Linked DNA regions of Mus musculus: region 2 is linked to region 1. A link is a contact called in public HiChIP or PLAC-seq data. All regions are on one chromosome and are shown on one strand. Each heading gives the region's core, a stretch centred on a gene start, on an enhancer-like site or on the middle of the called end of the contact. The rest is flanking DNA. Distances are from core to core; before and after follow the strand shown.

What was found. HiChIP or PLAC-seq counts read pairs in DNA pulled down with a chosen protein or histone mark.
Region 2: an H3K27ac HiChIP or PLAC-seq map of SST interneurons shows a contact between it and region 1, with 8 times the contacts expected there. The contact joins two enhancer-like sites. A contact is called at or near these places in 19 of 39 promoter capture datasets (the 3T3-L1 cell line, 3T3-L1-derived adipocytes, the HPC-7 cell line and 11 more), 15 of 484 Hi-C or Micro-C datasets (the G1E-ER4 cell line, cerebellar granule neurons, cochlea and 7 more), 3 of 115 datasets of contacts at active chromatin or transcription factors (SST interneurons, cardiomyocytes and embryonic basal ganglia) and 2 of 9 other capture datasets (embryonic stem cells and pancreatic islet).

What each region holds. Positions count from the first base shown.
Region 1 is chr13:96,009,205-96,014,671 of GRCm38.p6, forward strand. All of the region lies in intron 4 of Sv2c (synaptic vesicle glycoprotein 2c), which reads right to left. Among named protein-coding and RNA genes, the nearest start is that of Gm24032, 110 kb to the left of the region's middle. Within about 2 kb of position 2,182, at least 75 of the 459 cell types and tissues checked have an H3K27ac peak or open chromatin away from gene starts, as enhancers often do. A contact at or near this core is called in SST interneurons, where this site is marked.
Region 2 is chr13:96,406,199-96,411,665 of GRCm38.p6, forward strand. It overlaps Poc5 (POC5 centriolar protein), which reads left to right. Exons shown (of 13, transcript NM_026173.3): 12 at 4,392-4,568. Among named protein-coding and RNA genes, the nearest start is that of Poc5, 21 kb to the left of the region's middle. Within about 2 kb of position 2,968, at least 6 of the 459 cell types and tissues checked have an H3K27ac peak or open chromatin away from gene starts, as enhancers often do. A contact at or near this core is called in SST interneurons, where this site is marked.

The DNA of each region.
Region 1 (5,467 bases), core at 932-3,431:
ACCGTTCAAATGAGCGTCCTGGTTTTAGTGTTTACAGCAGTGCTTCAGCGGGCCATTTACAAACTGTCTTACATGATTAATCACATCTCCCCTTCTTCTTGGCTCCGATAACTTCGTCCTTTAAATATCTTTAGATCGAATGCCCATAAATCACACGCAGCCCCAAGCCAGCTCCATATTGTGCATCATTTCAATTACATAGCAGCCGTCCTTTAGGGGACCCGCAGTAACAGGATCATAGCCAAATAAACAAGCCAGGCCTTCAAACTCAGTCTATTCACATTTATAATGCCTAGCACTTGGGAAGCAGTATTCTAAAGAATGCATGAATTTATGAGAAGACTCGAGGCTTCTAAGGTGTGCCTGAGTGTCTCTGAGAGCTGCTGTCAAAGCAGCCCCTGGTTAAACCTAATAGGTTCTTCTTAGCTTTGACGCTCATGGAACATTTGATAGGACAATTTGCGCAAACGGAGCTTGGGTCTTTGTCCCTGTTATTGAATCCTGGTTTCCTTTTACACATCATTTCTCTGTTCCAACCACGTTAGCCTTCTTCACATAAAGCTGGCCATGTATTCCATTAGTTAACACATACTTATTGAGGACTCAGCGCTGGAGGTCACCAATGACAATTTCATAGCCACGTGGCATTTAAAAAACCAGTGCGAACTGGAAATAGTGATACAGGAGGAAAATGAGAACATAGCGCAACAACCTAAAAAAACAAAACAAAACAAAACAAAAAACAGGAGCAGGACAGAGTGCCCCAACAGCTTATCGTTGAGGGGAGCTGACCCAACTGGGAAATCTATGGGAAAAGCCAACAACAAACCTCACGAATGAGATGGGCTCCCATCCAGGAGAGGATGTAGGCAAAGGCTCAGGGCTCGGCTCTCCTCTTGTACCATCTTTTCATGAGTGTGTTTGTTACCAAGTGTTTAAGCATCTTGACTGATAGATCTATGCTGTCCAATATGTCAGCCCCTAGCTGCCCATGGCTACCAAGCACTTAAAATGTGGCCAGTGGGACTACAGTACTGAATGAGAAGGTTGGTTAGTTTTGATGAATTTATATTTAGAAAATATTGGGAATGGTTGGAACACTTGCAGAGATTGTCTTCCACCAAAAGAAGCGCATACATGTAGGGCCTGGTGTCCCTAAAACAAATAATCAATGCAGAGAGCAGTGGAGAGCTATCCCAGACTGCCATGCAGGTAGTGAGACTCCGAATCTACACTTTCAACTGGGAACTGGGAACTGGGAACTGGAAATTTGATTGCAAACTGAGACAAGTTTAGTAAACTTGCCAGATTTGAAGATTTACTGGCAGAAAAAATATGTAAATATCTAATTTTTCATGTTAAATTCTGTTTAAGTGGTTATATTTTAGATGATTAGTGGGTTAATTAAAATATTATAATAGTATATCCTTTTTACTTAAAAAATGTACATGCATGTGTGTGCGTGTTTGTGTGTGTGTGTGCTGTGTGTGCATGTTCATGTGTGTGAACTAAATAGTAAGGAGGGTTAGAGGAGTCATTGCTACAGAAAGGATATAAATAAGCATTTTGGGGGCGGGACATGAACCTCATAGCATAATTTTGGCCTCAAAGGCTGAATCAGTAACTATAGCAAAACCTGAGTGTTCACTGGCTTTAAGTACACAGTGGAACACAAATACACTGTCTTTGACTGTGTTGGTTTTTCCGTCTGTACTGATTGGCTGTCCCTGCCTCAGGAAAGGCAGTGACTAATTCTGATGAGGTCTGGCTAGCATGTGCAGCCGCTCAAGCTTTTATCTGTTGATTACACTCTCTGCAGGATAAGATCCTCATGTGAGATCCCTCACCCATAGCCACCTCTCTTTGTACACCAGGGAAGCACAGACCGCCCTTCTGATTGGCTATAACATACTGCATAAAGGAAGCCACGGTTTCCCACTAAAGTGTGAGCCAGAGGGGAAAAAGGGACACAAATGACCAAATCAATAGCTATCCCTTAAGAGGAAACCATGATTTATGACGCTCTTAGGCGGCAAGGACACGTGTTTCTCAGGGCAATGGCAGTGATGCAGAGGGCGACCAATCAGAGGAAGCCGGAGTCAGGGTGAGATCTGCTGATCTGGACTCTACCACAGGGCAGGACAGCAGATGGGAGGAACATCCCCTCCGTGAAGTGCTCTGTTTGTGAGTCACAGTAGGAAAGGCACAAGACGTCCTCCAGACTCTGAGCAAGCTCAAGGCTCTGACTAACCCCTTTCCTCTGCAGGTTTTCTAGATCTTTTGTATAAAACCACTGCAGCAAGCCTTAAATGCATTGAGCTGGCTTTGATGAGTGGCAGGTTATGTGGAGGTGTCCATGTGAGTCATGATTTTCCTCAGAAACACACAGAGTAATAATGGCTGCATTATTCAGTGTGAATGTTTGATACATACGCTTAATTTTATACAAGCAGAAAGGACAAATATTACATTGCTGTGGCTAGGCAGTGTTAGATGCAAAGCAGGGGTACTTCTAAATTATAGGCTCCATGACACTTAAATATCTATTGAATAATACTTCATAGTTATAAAAAATCCAACCAATATGCCCATATGCACCCTGGATTATAACAGTGCACTCTACTCTAAAGAAATAAGAATTTATTTAAAAGAATTACATATACTGAGACCCCCTATAACAGAGCTTGATTCTGTGCCCCGAGTTAATGCAGCTACATTGTTGTGGCATGAAAAGATTTAAACAAAACAAAACAAAACAAAACAAAATCCACACTTCCTAAGATCAGAGGAAGCCACAGCTGCAGTAGGCTTGATGCCTCAGTGTAGGGGAATGTGAGGGCGAGGAGGTGGGAGTGGGTGGGTGGGTGGGGGCACACCCTCATAGAAGTACGAGGAGGGGGGGATGGGATAGGGGGTTTCTGGGGGGTGGGAATCGGGAAAACGGATAACATTTGAAATGTAAATAAAGAAAATATCCAATAAATAATGACTAAGCATAAAAAAAGAAAAAAATTGGCATCTTTTAAAAATGGACAATGTTATATAAGATATTTAGTGGGCATGGTGATCTCTCTCTCTCTCTCTTTCTCTCTCTCTGTGTCAGGCTATGGTGGTGGCATGGCTGTGTCTTCTTCGTTCAGGGGATGAAATCCAATTCCTGATACATCTGATGCATGGGTTCTGATGCATGGGTTCCCTCACTGGGCTACAGTGCCGGTCCACAACATGATGTTTTGATATACAGGGTGTTCGCATTGTGGGCTGATTAAATCAAGCTCCTTAACAAAACACTTATCCCAGGTATGTGTCAAGTGGTACAGTTTTACTCAGATGAGGTGGGGGTGAGCTTTAGGGACCTACTGCACAGCTGATCAGATGCAGCTGTTTGGGGACCTTGGAAACGACTATCCAGTGTTCAGAGCTGCTAATTAACTACAGATTCCTACACCTGGCCAAAAAAAAAAAAAAAAAAATCAGAGGGCTCTTAATCCACTCCCCAACTTTTATGAAGAATTTACCATTGGGCCACAGAATGCTATGGTAAGGAGATGGCAAATGTTTTCCAGCGAGTGAGCGTCAGACACCAAGGCTTGGAGACCCGACGGGTGCAGGAATGTAGACGAGGACAGGCCGTGCGGTCTCAGTCAGGGTCTCACTCTGCTTCTGTATTTCTGTCATTTATGCATCTTATGCTTGGGTGATGTACATGCAGCAAGAACCCTTGATGCTGGTTTTCTTTTTAACCTTAGGGACAGAGGGCGGCATCTTCCACCACACCTTTTGCACGGCACTGTGTAAAGAAGGCTCATCATTTTGTACCAGCATCCACTCCATCCTCCCCACCACCCTCCCTGCAGATGAGGTGTTTTAAATCATAGATCAGAATTTGAGGAACACCTTCTAAAGTGGGCCATGTGTCTTTTCTTAACAATAGCAACATGCTCTAGACGCTTTGCTCTTTTTCTTATTCCTTCCAGGCTACTCAGTTTTATGCTTTTAGACCCCACTCCACATCTGTTCTTAACAGACATGCGGATTCCATACCTTTTACATTACCCATTGCCCTAGTGATGGGAACTGGGGTTGCCAATTATTTCTTCCACAAACACTATGACTATATCCTTTTATGGCCCTTACGGTTCTGTATATGCATATCTCTGGGCATACTTGAGGGGTGGAATGTACATGTCTATATTGTTATAAGTATCATCAGGTGACAATAGGTGTGTGGGTTCATTTCTGGGTCTTCAATTCTATTCCATTGATCTACCTGTCTGTCACTGTACCAGTGCCATGTAGTTTTTATCACAGTTGCTCTGTAGTACAGCTTAAGGTCAGGCATGGTGGTTCCACCAGAGGTTCTTTTATTGTTGAGAGGCGTTTTTGCTATCCTAGGTTTTTTATTTTTCCAGATGAATTTGCAAATTGCCCTTTCTATCTCAGTGAAGAATTGAGTTGGGATTTTGATGGGGATTGCATTGAATCTGTAGATTGCTTTCGGCAGGATAGCCATTTTCACTATATTAATCCTGCCAATCCATGAGCATTGGGAGATCTTTCCATCTTCTGAGATCTTCTTCAATTTCTTTCTTCAGAGACTTGAAGTTCTTATACAGATCTTTCACTTCCTTAGTTAGAGTCACACCAAGGTATTTTATATTATTTGTGACTATTGTGAAAGGTGTTGTTTCCCTAATTTCTTTCTCAGTCCATTTATCATTTGTGTAGAGAAAGGCCATTGATTTAAGTCAGTCTGAAGGTTCCCCAGAAAATTGGACATAATACTACCAGAAGATTCAGCAATACCTCTCCTGGGCATATAGCCAGAAGAAGTGCCAACTGGTAATAAGAACACATGCTCCACTATGTTCATAGCAGCCTTATTTATAATAGCCAGAAGCTGGAAAGAACCCAGATTTCCCTCAATAGAAGAATGGATACAGAAAATGTGGTACATTTACACTATGGAGTACTACTTAGCTATTAAAAATAATGGATTTATGAAATTCTTGGACAAATGGATGTATCTGGAGGATATCATCCATAGTGAGGTAACCCAATCACAAAAGAAGTCATTAGATATGCACTCACTGATAAGTGGATATTAGCCCAGGAACATAGAACACCCAAGATACAATTTGCAAAACACAAGATAATCAAGAAGAGGGAAGACCAATGAGTAGATACTTCATTCTTCCTTAGAATAGGGAACAAAATTCCAATGAAAGGAGTTATAGAGACAAAGTTTGGAGCTAAGATGAAAGGATGGACTATCCAGAGACTACCCCACCCGGGGATCCAGACACTATTGCATATGCCAAATAGATTTTGATGAAGGAACCCTGTTATAGCTGTTTCATATGAGGCTATGCCAGTGCCTGGCAAATACAGAAGTGGATGCTCACAGCCATCTATAAGATGGAACACAGGGCCCCCAATGGAGGAGCTAGAGAAAGCACTCAAGGAG
Region 2 (5,467 bases), core at 1,718-4,217, 400 kb after region 1:
GGTACTAAGGACCTAAGGCAGCCAAGCTCTCATCTGCAAGCGTGGTCAGTGGACTTGGAGAACATGGAGAAAACACCAGTATGAGCACAGCACAGTCCCAGCTTATGAGGCCTCACAGGCTGCACCAGGTCCTTAGCATGTATGTGTTGGCTTCCAGTTTAGTGGATTGGTTGGTTGGTTGGTTGGTTTGTTAGTTTGTTTTGGCTTTGGGGGTTCTGTTTTATTTCGTTTGGATTTTTAATTTGTTTTGTTTTCTTTTGGTGTTTAGTTGGTTGGCTGGTTTGGTTTTTCAAGACAAGATTTCTCTGTATAGCCCTGGTTGTCCTGGAACGAGCTCTGTAGGCCAGGCTGCTTCCTGAGTGTGCGCACAAGTGCGTCTCTGATTCTTCTGCCTTCTCTTGGGCTCTTTTCCTTCTGTTTGTCTTGTTTAATTCTAATGTGTTAGGTTTTTTTAATCTTACTATATTTTATTATTATCCCTTAGAAGCCCATTTGTTTTCTAATGAGAGACAGAAAGGGAGTGGATCTGGATGGGGGGGGGGCGTAACTGGAGGAGTAGAGGGAGGGAAAACTGTAATCAGGATCTATTACGTGAGAAAAATTTATTTTCAGTAAAAGGGGAAAAAGAGTAGTGTGTGTGTGTGTGTGTGTGTGTGTGTGTGTGTGTGTTACTTGGATCAATCCACAGAAAGTATTCAAGATAGAAAGTGACTAAAACATTAGTTAATAGTGAAAAATGGAAAGTAATCCACAAGTCCTGTTACAGATGTGATAGCTACCACACAGACACACATGCAGTGCCTGAAGAACCTAGAAGACTCACAGGTGACCCTTCCTATAAGTCCAGTGTGAGGGGTTCTCCTCCGTGTGATTCTAGTACTTGGCTCGCCTCAGATATGTCTTGTTTTAGAAAGAAGCATAAGTCCAGCCTGTCTCAGCTGCACCCAGCCCCACCACACAAATTCTGTTTCGCATCACAGAGCAGGACAGCAGGTGGCACTGTACTCCTCTGATTCTGGGAGTGTAGTTGGAGGCACATGCTGTTGGGAGGGATTCCAAGCTGTTTACTGAAGTGTTCCATCAGAATGGGAAACAATAAGTGGTGTGAGGTCATTGGTACTATTTTCCCTTTTATAAACAAGGAAACTAAGGCTCACAGAGGGACCTGTGGACCTAAATAGCAGCTGTCATCTCTGACACTAGGAGGAACAATAGGTGACCACGTGCTCAAAAGAGCCAGTTCTCAATGGACTCCAGGCTGGATGTGGTTACTGGTTATAAAGAAATCACATTTCTACTATAAGCCTTCCTCAGTGTGCTCTTTTATTTTCCAAACTAGCAAAATGTTCAACACTATCTTCTAGTTTTGTTTTCTCCCTGCAGCAACCTTTTCTAATAATTTTTTATATAAATACTTTCTAAAATATCTTCATGCATTTTTGATACAGCTCTTTTTTCTACCCGTTTAAGCTATTTGGATTACTTACACATTACTTTGTAAATGTATATGGTATATGTGTTGTGGGGATACCCAAAAGAGGATGTCTGATCTCCTGGAGCTGTAGTGCTTGTAAGCCACTTGATGTAGTGCTGAGAACAAACCCAGGTCCTCTGGAAGATGGGGAAGTGCTCTAAACAGGGTTGTCTCTCCAGCCTCCACTTACTGTATACACAAAACAGTTAGCAAGTGACCATTAGAGTCAACTCTTACAAACATGCAGGTCCTTGATGGTGACGTGTCTAAATTTATGTGACTACAGATAGAATCTTTACATATGTCTTTAGCCGAGGGCCAATTTTCATCACACTGGAGTTGTCCTAACACAGTTCCCAGATTGGTTGACAGTAGCTGCTCATCTATATTTTCTGGCTACTCTGGTGTTTCTCATTCCAAACTTTTCTGAGTTTTCTTGTACTGCCTCTTTCTCCAGGTGAAATGGGCTGCTATGAATCAGGTGTGTTTAACACCTTCCGGTGTAATTGGGCAGCCATAAAGTTAGAGTCTCAGTTGTACCGCAATTTTCTGTACTTAGCATGGATTTAGTAATTGGGGCTTCTCCCCCAATGCTAATTTCCCTTGGCACCAGAGTTACAGGTGCTTGTACGCTACCTGAGTTGGTTGCTGGGATTCAAACCCAGTTCCTCTGAAAAATAGGATATATGCACTTACCCACTGAGCTATATTTGCAGCCCTTAAATATCTTAAAATTTATAAGATCCATAAAGCTCTCTATTAAAATGCAGTTCTACATTTTCAGCAGTAGCCCTCAACCCTCCCCGAGCTGTTAGGGGTTTCGCCCAGACCCTGTTCCTCAGCAGTGTGTTCCTGTCATTGGTATGTCTGTTAATCTGAAACAGTATCTGTTGACTTCCACCTATGGATGAAGGATTCCACCTTTGACATAGTCTTAGCTTCTGCTTGTCCCCACCGTCCTTCTTTCTGTGTGTTAATGTTTACATATAGCTATTCCAACTTTCAATTAAATCAGTACTTGAGATTCCTGTGTAAATATAGCTAAGCCTTGAAAAAAAATATATATATACACATACATACACATATATATATTTCCTTCCAGCGTGTTTTTTGTTCCTAGAATTAATTGCTTCATTTTTGCCTTTGCTTGGGTTTTTATGGAACTAAACTAAATTCTTTCCAGATTTTTTAAGGAATTGCACAACCTTTTTAAATGTTGTTTTCCTTTGAGTTGCTGTAATTTCCCCAGAGCCAAGCCTCCTTCATTATCCTCTCCCTGATTGAATAGACAGGTTTGATTGTCTCCAGCTGCATGCAGATAAAGAGAGAATCTTGGATGGGGCAGACCACCAGGAAAGGACCATTATATAGTCAATGTTTTTGGAAGAGCCATTGAGGAAAAAATGCATTTAGATTACTAGTTCATACTGCGCTTTTAGTTACACCCAAATCAGTCCATGTTAGAAGAGCATAATTCCCCCAGCTGTGCACAGCAGGTTATTTTCTCCTTCAAGTAAGAAGAGTGTGATAATTAAAACATGGGCCTGAGAAGATGGCTCAGCCCAGAAAAGTACTTGAGGACCTAACTTCAAATCTCAGCACTTATTTTCAGAAAAGCCAGGCATGGTTGTATATTGACTCTAACCCCAGCATACGGGGCTAGGGGTGCACAGGGGAGACAGATAGGTGGCCTGGGAGCTTGAAGGAAGCCAGCCTAAATGAAACAGTGAGCTTCTGGTTCAGTGAGAGACCCTGTCTCAAGGCATCATGTCTGAGCAATCGAGAGGCACCCAGCATCTTCTCTGGTTTATGCATGTGCATGTACAAGCACACATACAGATTAAAACCGAAGGGAGGGAGGATGGATGGAAGGATATGCATGGGGAAAATATATCTGCAGTCCTTAAAAGAAGTTAATATTCATCAGAAATTATTAAATGTTTTATTTGTTGAGATGGGAATCAAACCCTTAGGTCCATTCATGGTAGACAAAAAAACCACTTTTTTTGGAGCTATTATATTGTATACTAGCAACCATCCTTTCCATTTCTAACCAAGTTAGAGGGTAGATAAGTAATAATTTAAATATGAAACATGAATGGAGAACTGCAAGTTAAATCAAAGAGCATCACCTTATACCGTGATGAGCATTTACGTCGTTAACTGCTCTTGGTTTGCATGTAGGCTTTCTTCAGGAGCATCCAGTGGCCACCAGCAAAGCCTTTAAATGTTGAAGCTGCTTCTTTATAGCATTGTTCCACTTTTGCAATATTTCTACAAAAATAACTTTAAAATACTGTTTACTGAATGTAGTAGAGTACAGAAAAAAGAAACTAATCTGTTGTATGAAATCACTCTTTAAAAATTATTTAAATTATTTTATTTATGAAACATATTGATAACGCTTTTTTAAAGCAGAACAAAAACACGTAATGATGCCACTTGGGATAAAAGTCATGACACAGACAGTGGTTGGTGATGAAGGATGCATGCGATGAGCGAGAGGAGGGGACATGGGCAGAAGGTGACATGTTTGATGGAATAATTACATGTGGAATGGAAAGAATTGCATGCAATAAAATGGCGCAGCCATGTGTACACAGGCCTGGTACCTGGTGTCCGTGTGGTTTTCCTTCAGGTAAGACTTGATCCTTTCAGGAAACCTAAGCGAGCACACAAGGGGACTTCCTGGCAGTCTGTCCTTTCATAATAAGGTTTTAAATCTCAAGAACTTTTTAAACACTGGCATGCCCAGGTTAAAGAAATATTTTGGAGTTTGGGAATGTTGGGTTTTTGTTTTGTCTTTTTGTCTCATTAGGTTTTAAGTATTGTGTGCGTTCTTTGAAAGTTAAAGAACCGAGTAATGTCAATCACGCCCTGGCTCTCCCACCAACCGGGTATTGGTTTTTGTTTGTAGTACGCACCAAGAGTCGTGACCGCAGCCCAGCAGAAAGCTGGGAAGACAATTACAGCCCGGATCACAGGTCGGTCTGATTTTGGTTCCAAAGCTAGAATCAACAGCAGTTTGGCGATAATGGGAGTCTCTCCTCCCATGGGCTCAGTCGTTGTGGAGAAACATCATCCAGTCACAGTGGTAAGTCCTGCCGGAAGTCTGCCACTTGTCAACCCTGACAGTCATGGTCGGTCATTGTTCTGTCATTTACTCTGTGTGACCCACACCTACAATGTCTCCTGGTAAGAAATATGTTTATTCCAAATGGCATAAAAATCATGAACTAGAAAAAGTAATCGAGCATGTGGACTGCTAAAACAATAAACTATAAGGATTCCATGCCAAAAAGAATCAGGTTACCCGTAAATCAGCCACTCGTGCAGTGGGCCTTAAGTCCATAAGTATAAGAAAATGCCCTTGCATTTCTCACCTCGTTTAATGGCCTGACATTCTCACCTAGCATGTCTCACTTAAAAGACAGTGAGCTGCAAGAACTCTGTGCTATAAAGAAAGGTGCATAGACTCACAGTGGAGGGAAGTTCAAACCTGCCCTGTTTTCCCTCCACTTTGCTGCCTGCTGCATCTAAACAGATGCCCCAAGTCCAGCAGTTCAGCCTCGGTCTTCTCTTCTGTGAGGCAGCGTTGGTGAGAGGACTGAGCTTATTAAAAGTTACTAGGAAAGGAGCAGGAGATTTTCTGGGGTTTTTGTTTTGTTTTGTCTTAAATCTTTGAGTCTTTGCTTGCAAGTACGTCTGTGCACCACGTGTATTCCTGGTCCAGAAGAGGGTAACATAGCCCCCGAACTGGAGTGTGAGCCACCATATGGGTGCTGGGAATCAGACCTCAGTCCTCTGGAAGAGCAGTAAGTGCTGTATCTAAGCTATCTTTCCAGCCCTTGTATTTTGGAGAGGAAAAAAAAGAGAAAGAACCTAGAATCTCTTTATTATTTAAATGTTTTAATTGAATTAAAATATAATTCCATCATGTCTCCAGTCTTTCTACCCATCCCACATGTCTGGCCCTCCCACCCCCTCCCAAAT